Regions from separate parts of the Anas platyrhynchos genome. Here region 2 is linked to region 1. The links are chromatin contacts, called in public Hi-C maps. All regions are on one chromosome and are shown on one strand. Each heading gives the region's core, a stretch centred on a gene start, on an enhancer-like site or on the middle of the called end of the contact. The rest is flanking DNA. Distances are from core to core; before and after follow the strand shown. Region 1 overlaps BIN1 (bridging integrator 1). Region 2 overlaps BIN1 (bridging integrator 1).

Evidence for each region. Hi-C and Micro-C count contacts between places; a contact is called where the count stands out from the background.
Region 2: a contact with region 1 is called in a Hi-C map of skeletal muscle, with 3 times the contacts expected there. The contact joins two enhancer-like sites. A contact is called at or near these places in 3 of 8 Hi-C or Micro-C datasets (F5 follicle and skeletal muscle).

What each region holds. Positions count from the first base shown.
Region 1 is chr7:11,894,022-11,899,368 of IASCAAS_PekinDuck_T2T, forward strand. The region is part of intron 1 of BIN1 (bridging integrator 1); the gene reads left to right. Among named protein-coding and RNA genes, the nearest start is that of BIN1, 9.3 kb to the left of the region's middle. Within about 2 kb of position 1,895, at least 5 of the 8 cell types and tissues checked have an H3K27ac peak or open chromatin away from gene starts, as enhancers often do. A contact at or near this core is called in F5 follicle, where this site is marked.
Region 2 is chr7:11,950,075-11,955,842 of IASCAAS_PekinDuck_T2T, forward strand. BIN1 (bridging integrator 1) reads left to right here. Exons shown (of 20, transcript XM_013097533.5): 11 at 685-735. Among named protein-coding and RNA genes, the nearest start is that of BIN1, 66 kb to the left of the region's middle. Within about 2 kb of position 1,372, at least 4 of the 8 cell types and tissues checked have an H3K27ac peak or open chromatin away from gene starts, as enhancers often do. A contact at or near this core is called in F5 follicle, where this site is marked.

The DNA of each region.
Region 1 (5,347 bases), core at 645-3,144:
CTTGGTAGAAAGGAGAAGTCTGGGTGGCAGTTTCTTAATATAGGCTGCCAGGCGGGATGGAGAGTGCAAACTTTACCAACAGGGAGGAAAGCAGAGCTTAACAGCATCTAATCCTGCCGTAAAACCACAGGCTGCATTTAATCTCTTGATGATACGCAGATATCAAAGCCTGGCCTCTCTGCAAAGATTTGACGTGCGGGTTCAGAAAGCTGGTAACCTGTTTGGAAGTGATTTTATTTTTTTGCCAGTTCTTTGTTGATTGTGTTGATTTTATGCATTTTAAGGAGGTTTAGAACTTGTTAGAATTGCCTAAGAGATATGCTAGTTACCAGTCCTCTTCTAAGTTTACCTTTACAGGAGGGAGATGAGGGGCTGGAATAGCTGCAGTACAAACACGTTTCACTGGGCATTTCCTAGCGCTTTGCTTTCAAACTGGATTAGGCAGAAGTGCAATACTTGCTTGCCAGCAGGAAGGGAAAGGGAACTTCAATCTTACAGTGACTAGAGTGTTTGAAAACAGAGCTGAAAGTGTTTTTTCTTTTTTTTTGGTCTTCAAGCCATTTGGCATGATTGCACGGTTGATAAGGCCAGAAACAATAACGTGTGACTTAACCAACTCAGCTCAAAGTTGATTGGTATCTGCAGAATGAGTGATTGTATCCCCTTGGGTTCCTTGGGAATGGTGCCACTGATGGATGTGCACGTATGCAGAACACACAGACTTTATGAAGTATAAAGGCTGGGATATGAGGATGGTGTAGATCTCTGCATCTTCTTCCTTAACAGAAATGCTGATGGTGTAGCTCTCTGGTACCCTTGCATGTGACACATTCCTGTAAATTGTGGTAAGTCTTGTGACACTGCGAGTTCCAGGAGGCTGAGTGTAGAAGGACCAAACTTATTTCTATCCCTCCTTCCTCAGCCATTATGATGGATAAAAGGAGCAAAACTGTGAGGGGGAAAAATAGAATATGAAAAAAGAAATGCAGGGAATTAATTTTCTGTAATTTGTATGCTTAGTGCATGATGTTTGAATTGTCATGCCGTAGGCTAGTGTCCAAGGCAGATTCCTTCATCCCATCCACTTTGGGTGGTGGAACATGGCCCATCTGGTCCAAATACTGATTCTGACACAAGACCAGAAAGGGGAGCGAGTTGTGCCAGGGGACAGCATGTTTCAAGGGTTACTTTGGAAACAGATTTTGGGGAAAAAAAAATAAAAATGGTGAGAACAGTGCCAAGCTCTATTAGGGAAACAATGCTCAGGAAAAGTTGTTTTTTTCAGATGTAAAAGTATATTTGGGGTCTGCACGGAAATGCTCCTCAAGGTATAGGCTCCTCAGTGGAGGAATGAACGACCTACTTTGTACACTGAGCCAACACGACTGGGGACTTTTTTTCTTTTGCCTCCTTAAGCTGAGTAGCCATTGCAAAAGGCTGAGCCTCGCTGTGCGTTAATGGACGTGAACCACTGCAAGAAAGTACCCATGCTGATAACATTCGTCCTTGTGACGTGCAGCCGGCATGGCTGCTTGTTAGCACCAGCACTGCGATTGCGTTATGTGCTGCTGAAAATGGACATTCCCCATACTGTAACTGTTCCAATGTAAGTACTGGACAGCCTCGGTTAGTTAAGATGCTTCTGTTTTATTTCAGCAGAATCCATATTCAAGTTGCTTTTTAGGTAATTCTTGCAGAGGTTCAGTAAGGGTGGTTTTGTAGGTAGGGGTGCAGGGCTGTTTTTGAACGTCGGAAAATTCATGAAAATGCATAAGCCACAGGAATTGTGAAAGAGAGACTGGCTTTCTTTGGAGAAGAAGAGCAGCTGTATGTGCAGGGGCTGAGAGGGGAGAATGAGGAGGCTGACCATGGTAGGAAGGGCAAGGTCAGAGAAAACTGAGGGTGATGCGATGAGTCAATTGTGGGTGCTGCGTCAGTGCACTGCATCCGGGCTGCTTATAGACTAGGGCTTGTCTGCAGATGGGTACTGGAGTCAAGTGCTGGACTTAGAGCTTTTTGCCAAGCTGGAGGCTTTTGCTCTTCATTCCCTGACCCTCAGTGATCATAAATAATTGCGGAAGGAAGTGAGCATTACCAGGGCTGGATGACATTACGGTGTGGCTGTGGGTATTAGCAGGTGAAAAGAGCTGGGCTGCTCTGCTGGGTCCTCAGAGCTGGGGTGGGAGGATTTAAGTGGGGTGCCTTGGAAGCAGCCCATCCCGTATCTCCAGCTCAGGCCTGACTTGTTGAGGAGGCTCCCTGCGGGGAGGCATCGTGGGGCTTTTCCTTTCCAATGGCAATATGGACAAATTCTCAGCAAGTACATTGGCAAGGAAGCCAGGGGGCTTACACCCGCTTGCTGAAGGAGAACTTTGCCCATCAGGCCAGGCTCTCAAATTTACTGTTACTCATCCTACAACTCCTTTGAAGGCAGGCCTCTCGGGGGAAAAGAAGAGCTGTTCAAAAGCTGCTCCCTTCTGGCTTTTTGTAGTCTGTGACTCCAGATTTTTTTCACTAGAGGATAACACGTGACTTGTTTTGGAAGAAGCAACAAGAGATAATCATCTGTGTTACTCCACATGTTCCCACTTTGCTGGGACAAGCCACATCCTGTATCCCAACGTGGCCGTGGAGGGCAGTGTTCCTAAAGCTTTCTCCTGCATCTGATCCTTTGCTGCTGTCTCCTTCTGACTCGGGGAGATCCAGCTGCTGATCCAGATGTCTGCCTTTTCCTTCTGCCCAGCTGTGTGTTACATGTTCCAGATCCATCCTGCATTTCAGAAATTCCCATCCCTGTTCAGCAAGGCAGCCAGCAACCCTTACAGGAGCTTTCCTAGCCTCTTAAGGGTTCTGCGTCTAGCCTGTGGCTTCTGGAGTCCCTTTGCTCATGGCTCTGCCTTATAAGAGCTCCTCTGCCCCCTCTCCTCCAGCACACACCTGCTCCTTTATCTCTTTCTTCAGCTCAGCATGGCCCCAAATGCCTTTTGTGTTTTGTCCTGATTTGGTTACTTCATTTTGCATCAGTGGCTGCACAAAAATAAAAATACTTCTTGCAAATGTATCAGCACTTAAAATGAGGGTTGCTGGGGAGGAGGCGGAGGACATGAGAAGGGGGATTTGTGCAAACAGCACTATTTATGTTATCTGTTCCTCTTACTAGTGTTACTGTCGGCTATAGATAGGGTTTAATTAAGCGATGTTAAATGCGTACCCAAGCAATAGACGTGGATGTTGCTCAAGTCCTGTTGCCTGGAATGTCACACTGATGCCAGCTGAATTAAGTGCTGCCATTTGGCATTATGAGCTACCCAGCTTCAACGCAGTTACAACCCAGCTCCATAGTTGTCTGCTTTTTTGGTCTCTGCTTTGATACCTAAATCTCAGCTAATGTAGCAGGAGTGTTTAAAAGGAACCTGGGCTTGGAGGTGCTCAAATGGCTTAGGCATGGACAGTTAGCTGCAATTATGTGAGTGTGGGCAGCAGCGTGGTGTGCCTGCACTGACCCAACCACACCACCGTGTCGGCAAGATGAGAAATGGCCTTCCCCTGCCGCCACAGCACCGGTCCCACCACACCATCACTGAATCTAGGCTTGAAAGTTGCGAGAAGCTAAGCTGCAAAAACCCTGGGTAAAAGGAGAAACGCTTTGAAATGTTGAAAATGGTCAAGGGGATAAAAATCTTCACGTGCAAATTCTTTGAACTTAAGAATTTGGGTCAGTACTACGTGCATGCCCGAGAGCTGTCCCTCTTAATGACCTCTGGGGAAAGAGGTTGGCTGGGGCCTGTGGTTACGTACCGAGGAGAACTTCTGCTCCACTGATAGGCCCTGCACAGAGGTGGGGAGAGGTAATGCTTGCACAACATCCTGAGATTTGGCGATTTATTTGTGTACTTCTGTACAAACTGCAGAACTGCCTTGAGGAAAATAGCTCTCGCATACCGGAGATGTGCTGTGTATTTTCCTTAACTTCCAGGATGGCTGTTCTCATGTGGGAAACAGTTCTTCTGAAGGCTAATATTAGAAATACAGAAGGTGGGTTAATTTTCTCTTGCAACAACGTATTATAAGACACAATGTATGTATTTAATATGTAATATATGTATTAAGATACAGATTTTTAAGTTAATCTTTGCTTATGCTCAGATTGCAGTTTAGACTGACTGGCTAATACTGACTTATTTCCGTGACTGGCTTTTTTTGTTGTGCTTTTGCACCACTCTTTCACTCTTACCGTCCCATATGTTGTTGTAAGAGCAGTTTCAAAGGGGTTCTTGCTACATCTTGGTCATTTTGTTAAGTCACTTGAGGGTTTTTTAGCTGTAGTTAAGAAACCACATCCTTAATGTTAGTCTCCTGCCTCAACAGGTAAAGCGCTCCCATCACCCCCATTTCCTTACGGGTTTTATTTCGCTTGTAATGTAAGTGGCAGCAAAAAAATGAGTTGTTAACTCTCAAATGAAAAAGTGGTGCCTTTATCCTTGATTACCAGGCTGAATTCACAGTGAGCCTTGGGGTCAGGCTGGCAGGTTGCACATGGTACAACCTCACCCAGCGCTGTCGTGCCTGTAGTAAACCGGCTGGGCCTTAGTGCACACGCGTAAGGGAGAATGAGGAGTGAGCCCACGGCTGCACAGATTAGTGAAATTTAGCCGATCCTCTTTCTGGGATAAAAGGGAAAGCAAAATAATATAGCAATTCCTTGCCACCCTGATTGTATGGTGTTTGGGTGCTTGCAGCATCTTTTCTGTTGGTTTGTGTTGCACCAGGGTGGTTTCTCCTATGATGAGTGCCAAAGCCCGCCTCCTCTCCCCAAACCCTCCTTTTCAGTTCGTGCTCAAAAGTGAATGTTGCTGGGAGTGGTTAATCTTCAGAAATGCAGCCTGTTGGGATGCTGGAAGAGAAGCCAGGACTCCTTACCATCACAAGTACCAGCTTTGACATCTGCAGTGCAGTCTGGATGCCAGTGATGTGTGAACAACTTGCCAGGAAAGCGGAGAAATGATGCTGCTAGGTCATCTCAGGATGATTTTTCCACACAGGGATAAATAAATGTTCCATCCAAAGTCACTCTTAAATTAGGCGAGAAGATGCACAGAGTGGGCGGAGGAGGCGAGGCAACGTGTCGGTGCAGGACTGCAGTAAGGTGCTTACCCAGCCAGGTGTCCCAGGGTGAACCAGGACGCTCTTCCAGCAAAAGTGCCCTTTCTGCGGTGCTCCAGCTCTGTTCTGCAGAGCTGGCTCCATGAACAGGGTACGTGGGTGGAGGCTCTGGAGTGCGATATTCCCATTGCCATTACCTGCGGGGTCGCCGTGCCCTCTAGCACAGACTGCAGCCGGAGTGGCT
Region 2 (5,768 bases), core at 122-2,621, 56 kb after region 1:
ACAAAGCTGATGCTGGCTGTGTAGCACAGAGTAGCTGATGCATTTCAGGAAACTTCAGAGATGTTTGGATTTTGTTTCTGAAGAAGTTTGAACAGTCATGGTTGTCAGATGCTTAGAAAACCTAGGAGATCTGTAGTATTATCCTACTATAATTGGACAGATTGGAAAAAAACACAATAGGAAAACTGCTGATTAGGTTCCACATTAAGACTGGTGCACAGATGGCACAAAGGAGAATGGGGAGCTTGCTTCTTGTGTACCAGCATTTACAAGGGCGATTGAGGAGCTGCAATTACCCATGAGGGAAAAAAGAAAAAAAAAGGATCAGTGTCACAAAGTTCTCTGCTGATATATGCAGTTTCCTTTTTATTCTTATCCATGTGCACCCTAGCCCCATATTCCAAGAAACGGGGACAAATCTAGTTTGTTAACGTATCTGCAAATCTTTGACAGGCACAAAAAGACCTCTCCCACCCTCTTCAAAGGCCAAAGCTTTGTAGGAAGCAAGGGAAGAGTGTGTTTGTGTGTGTGTGTATTTGTGAGAGTAAGAGAGGAGTGCGTGTCATCTGGATTGCTGTGAGTTTTGTGGCACCGAGTGACTGAACGCTCGGAGGCTTGACTTTTCCTCGCTGGTTTGACTGTGCCATCCTGTAACGGAAATGATTTGCGTGCCGTCCTCAACAGAAAGAAAACTAAACTGTTCGCCAGGCTGAGGAAAAAGATGAGCAGGTACCGGTACGGAGAGCAGCATTTCGATCTGTGTTTGATTTAGTTCCTAAAACTGGAGAGGCTGTTGCTGGACTCTAACAGCCTGGCACGTGTTAACCCTGTGACGGGAGAGGGGTCCTCTGCATGATACCGTGTGTTCATGGCCTGCTGGGTCCTGCTGAAATCTCTGTGTCTGGATAATCCCATTAACTGCTTGTGTGTCTGGTTTGAAGCCTTGCTTCCTTTCCTCCCTAAGAAGGCACTGGGAAAGTTCAGGCGTTGTCTGCTCGGTTGTTTTTGTGATGACTAAAAGTGTGGTGCTGGGTTGTGCAGGGGAAATATGGGCAATTGTGGTAATTAACAATATCTAGTCTTACCTAGTGATGCTTGCCCTTTTGAACAGCTCTGAAATGCTGCATTCTCATTCCCTGCCTGGCCCAGGAGGACCAATTTTATATGTAGTCCTGTCCTATCCTACCTGGTGTGGTGGGAGGACATTGATTTGGGAGAAGGACACTTCTAGGGTTTTGCTCTTTACTTGTTCTGCTCTTGATATCCTAACCGTTGTGCTCCATTCATTTAAGATTTGTGCAGAGCTGAAGGAGAGGGAAGCCTGTTACCCTGTATAAAGACTAACAGCAGCAGCTTGCCTTTCAAGACAGTCGTGGCATTGAATAACTGGATTGCTACAGTGCTCAGAGTTCCCATAGCCAAGGTCAAGGACTCCGACAAGAATGTGCTTTGGGGCAAAGTGGGGTTTGCTGCATAGCGGCATAGAAACTTCCCCTAACTCTTGTTTTTCTCAGTCTTTGTGTTGATATTCCTTCTATGGGGTCATTATAGGAATGAAAAAAAATCCTTTTAAATCTCAAGATGTTGTTCTGCCAGCAATAAAAGTAAGTGCTGGTGAATTGGGATCCCTGCTTTCTGATCCTGGCTTCCCACTGGCTAGGCCAAATTGTACAACCTTTCTCTTTGTTGGGCATCTTGTGTAAAATTGGAAGCTGGAGGGAATAAAATGGTAATTTCACAGGGAAACTGATGGGCACATCTTAACTATTTCCTCAAATGAAAAGTAGTGAGTGAATGTCATGTAAAAAAGGAGGATTTATAGGAGTATTTCTCTGGGTGTATGTGTCTGACCTTGGCTGGGCAGTGTTGCTGTGACTGCACCAGGAGGTGTAGTGTTTGCAGTCGTTTTAACCTTTTTTTTCCATCCAAATGGATGCCACAGCCGAGGGAGAGCCTAGGAAATCTCATCTGGATGAGCTCTACCCACAACATCCTCCAGTCAAGGTCCTGCTGGCCCAGCAGTTAAGGTGTTTGACCCTGGCTTATCTGGAGGTTTCTGCTGTCAGAGCAGCTGCAGGGGGAGCAGAGAAATATGCAAACCCTGGTGCAGGGAAGGAAGGTCAGGGACTTGGTTGCTCTTTGATCTGCAGCAAAAACATACGTTTGTGCCACTGGATGCCTGGGTATGGAGGTGTTATTTTTCTTTTTCTGTCCCTCCTTTTCTGGGGAGTGGAAATAATTCTAGTGTTCAGACAGCTTTGATGTTAAAAACAAACAAAAAAAGCCACAAAAAACAGCCTAATTACTTTGGGCTGAAAGACGCTATCTGAGCCTCAGCGGAGATGCCAACCTCCTTTTTTTTTTTCTTTTTAACTTGAGAACTTGGCAGGAGGTGACTTGTCTGTTTTTACCATATTGGAGATTTGGTTCCATCCTCTAATGCAGGATTGTTACTAGCATATAGGAACCCCATCTGCAGATTTTAGTCATCTCTTCCAGAATAGATGAGGCAGCCCAGTGAAGGGTCTGGAAGCTTAGCAGCACTCTGAGAGGCTGGGCGATTTGCAGTTTTCCTTCAGTTGCAACTGTGTTAGACCTTGCTCTTGACTCTCAAAGAGCAGAGTGGTTTTCCTGTTCCCCTTCCCCTTTCCAGTTGCTTATGAAAAGGTGTTGTTCTGACAATTTTCTGCGATACATTTGGTCAGTCCCCACACTTGCTTGCTCCAGGAACACAGGGAAAAGCGGTCTGTTTGGAAACAGGGTTTTGCTCCGTGCAGGACACACAGCTTGTGCTTGCCTAGGACCCGTGGAGGCCCCAGGATCCTGGTGAGGGGCAGACCTGGTGCTGGTCACCAAGTTGCTGAATGCGCGCGGAGCAGCAAGTGCAGGAATGAAGGTGCTGCTTGTGGGGCTGGTAGAGGCTAAGTCAAAATTAGCAGTGGCATTTTCCTACGAGGATCAGCCAACACATCAAACAAGCTGTAAATAGCAGTGACTTAATGAGGGCTTTAGTGTGGGGCCCTCTCAGCCCTTCTAGGATGAGGGGAAGAAACTGGTCTGCCTTTCACGTGGGAGTCTTTCAGCAATATGTCTCCAAATTAAGCCACTGCCAGACACCACAAATACGCTACCAAAAAGCTCTTTCATGGCTTCTAGAAAAGGAGTGTGAACTCCTTTCTTGCCAGGAGAAAAATCCCTTTCACATGCTTAGTTGGAGAAACGTACACTAGTGCTGGTAGCCAGGACTCCCCAGTCTGCCCAGGAGTTTGAGAAGTCCTGGCAGTCCGGCCACAGGTCTCTGTCCTCTCCATCTCCTCCAACGTGACTCTAGTAACATTTTTTCTTTCCTCAACTCTAGCACCAGGAGGTATTTTCTTTACATTTTCACAAGCAAAACAGTTAGATTGAGGAACATATTGCCTCACCTCTTCCTGATTTTTCCCCGGTTTAGTTCCTTGATTTTGTTCGCCACATTTGAAGCCTCTCACACGCACTTGCCCATGCCTTGGGACACCTCTCTGGGCTGAGCATTTTGCAGTCCCAGGCAGTCCTACGCAATTCATCGCTATCATTCTCATCCGTCTGCAGCAACCCTTACTGACATGAGGGTAGGACCCCCTTGGAGATCCCAGAGGCGATGCATTGGGGTGCAGGATCTGTGTCTTCAGTGAGGCTGGGCTCAGCAAGGTCATCATTCCAGCCTCTGATGGTGCTGTAAATGGTGTTGCCGTGGAAATAGTACCAAGATAATGCTTCTCCTGAAATCGTGTTGAGGTTTCAATGTTGTGAACCTGTTACATGGAGCCTGCTGTTTCCTGGTAACTCTCATTTAGAGCAAGACTTCCTTACCTTCACTCCAACCATTATTACCTGTAGCACATTATTATCTGTAGCACAGCCTTGGCAATGTCACAGAACCCTTCCTGCAAAACCCTCTGTGTTGAAGTGACTTGGGGGGGACATCTTAGGAAGGACACTAGGCATGTGCAGTCACCCTGGAGAGCTGCAAAGGTCAATGTATGTGTTCCTTAGTCCTTCCTCTTCCCCTTTCCCTCTTCCTCTCAACCTTTGGCGTGTGTGCCCCTGACTGAGAGCTGCTTGCACAAAACACCCCTGGGTTTGTTGCATCATGTCGGTGTACTGCTGGCATCAGTGTCATCAGAAACACCCGACCTGCATGTGGACCCGCGAGCAAGTGCTTTGTGGGAAAAGGTGTGTGGGGTGTGTGGATATGGGGTGGAAGGTGGAGAAATGGGTGAGGGCAAAGTGAATGAAGAGGGAACGGGGTGGGAAGCTTGAAAGCTGGAATGCTGAGCAGGGGGAGATGCTTGCTTGGGAGGGGAGGTTTTTCGAAATGTCTTGCTGTCCCTTCCTCCTCTCGCTGTCCTCTTACTTGTGAGTGTTTAGGAATGAGGCCATTGTGCATGTTAGCCCATGACCACCACACCTTGGGCATCCAAGCGTGAGTGGACGTACATCTCCAGAGCTCTGGGCTCTCCTGGGACAGTGCAAAGAAATAATCTGTGTGTTCCTCAGAACCAGGCTACATGGCTGCAGTTGTGGCTCTGTGCCAGGATTTATTGTCACAGGCTGGAGCAAAGGATCTGTGCCTTTCAGCCTTCTTCCAGCCTTCTCCCTTTTTTTGTAAGTGGAGGCAAACACTGCTCCCTCCAGATGAGGCTGCACAGCCCTTTTGAAATATTCCGTAATATTCTGTGTTCAGCTGTGCATAGTTTTGCCAAATTGCAACCACTTCTGCTAAAATATCCTCTACTAGTGTGAGTGCTTCTGCATGACTTGAGATAAGCTGATTGGTTGCTTTTTAGGGAGCTGAGTTTCAGCCAATTTTTTAAGCTATTCCTGAGAATAAGGCTGGGAAAATGAGTTTAGCTTTATCCCTGTTGAAACTCTCTGTTAACCAACCTTTAGCTGAATCTCTCATGATTCTGCAGGTTGAAGCACAGATTTGACACTCAGCCAGGGCATGCCTTTAGGGAAAGGCATTTGCCTCTTGCCATTCCTTTCAAAAATCCAAATCTGGCCAAGTTATGAACCAACAAATGCCATTGGCATATGCTTCCTGCATCTTAATTCTCTAAAGGGTCCCTTTTGACTGTGTTAGAAACAGTCCTGGAACAAGGACCAGCTGGAAAGACAAAGACAGCAGGGGTTCATCGTAGAAAACAGGCTGAAGAAACTTTCCATAGTAGGGAACAGTCTATTAGTAGCCAAAATCTCACTGTTTCTTTGCTGTCTGGAATGATCTGTGAAACTTTGGGCAACTTTTTCCATCTTCCAGCTCAGACAGTTCGTCCTATGTAGAGTAATATGATAATGTTTTATTACTGCCTTAGTTCGGGTGTTGCAGATCTGCATATGGATCTGTTGCTCACAACACATGTGGGTGTCAGTACAATTCCACCCAGAGAAATTTTTATCTGTAAAATGTATAAAATTAATTGAGTTAGGATCTACCAGAATTAAGGATGCCTGCGGGTTTTTTTATTTTGATTTGTTCCACTCCTCCCTCCCCTCCCTCCCCCCAAAATGTATTCATGCAGTAGGAATTTATTGGGAACCTGCTGCCCAGTAATCCTACTTCATTGTGTTGGGCTGGAAGTGACTCAGCGAGGATGCTTCTCAGAAAGTTTGTAGAGGCTTCACATATCTTCATCACATGTCTGGACAGTGAAGCAAAGAGGTAAAGGAGGCCAGTGATCTGTGCTGGTTAGCACAACTTCTCCTAGGCCTGGCTCAGACTTCTCTTC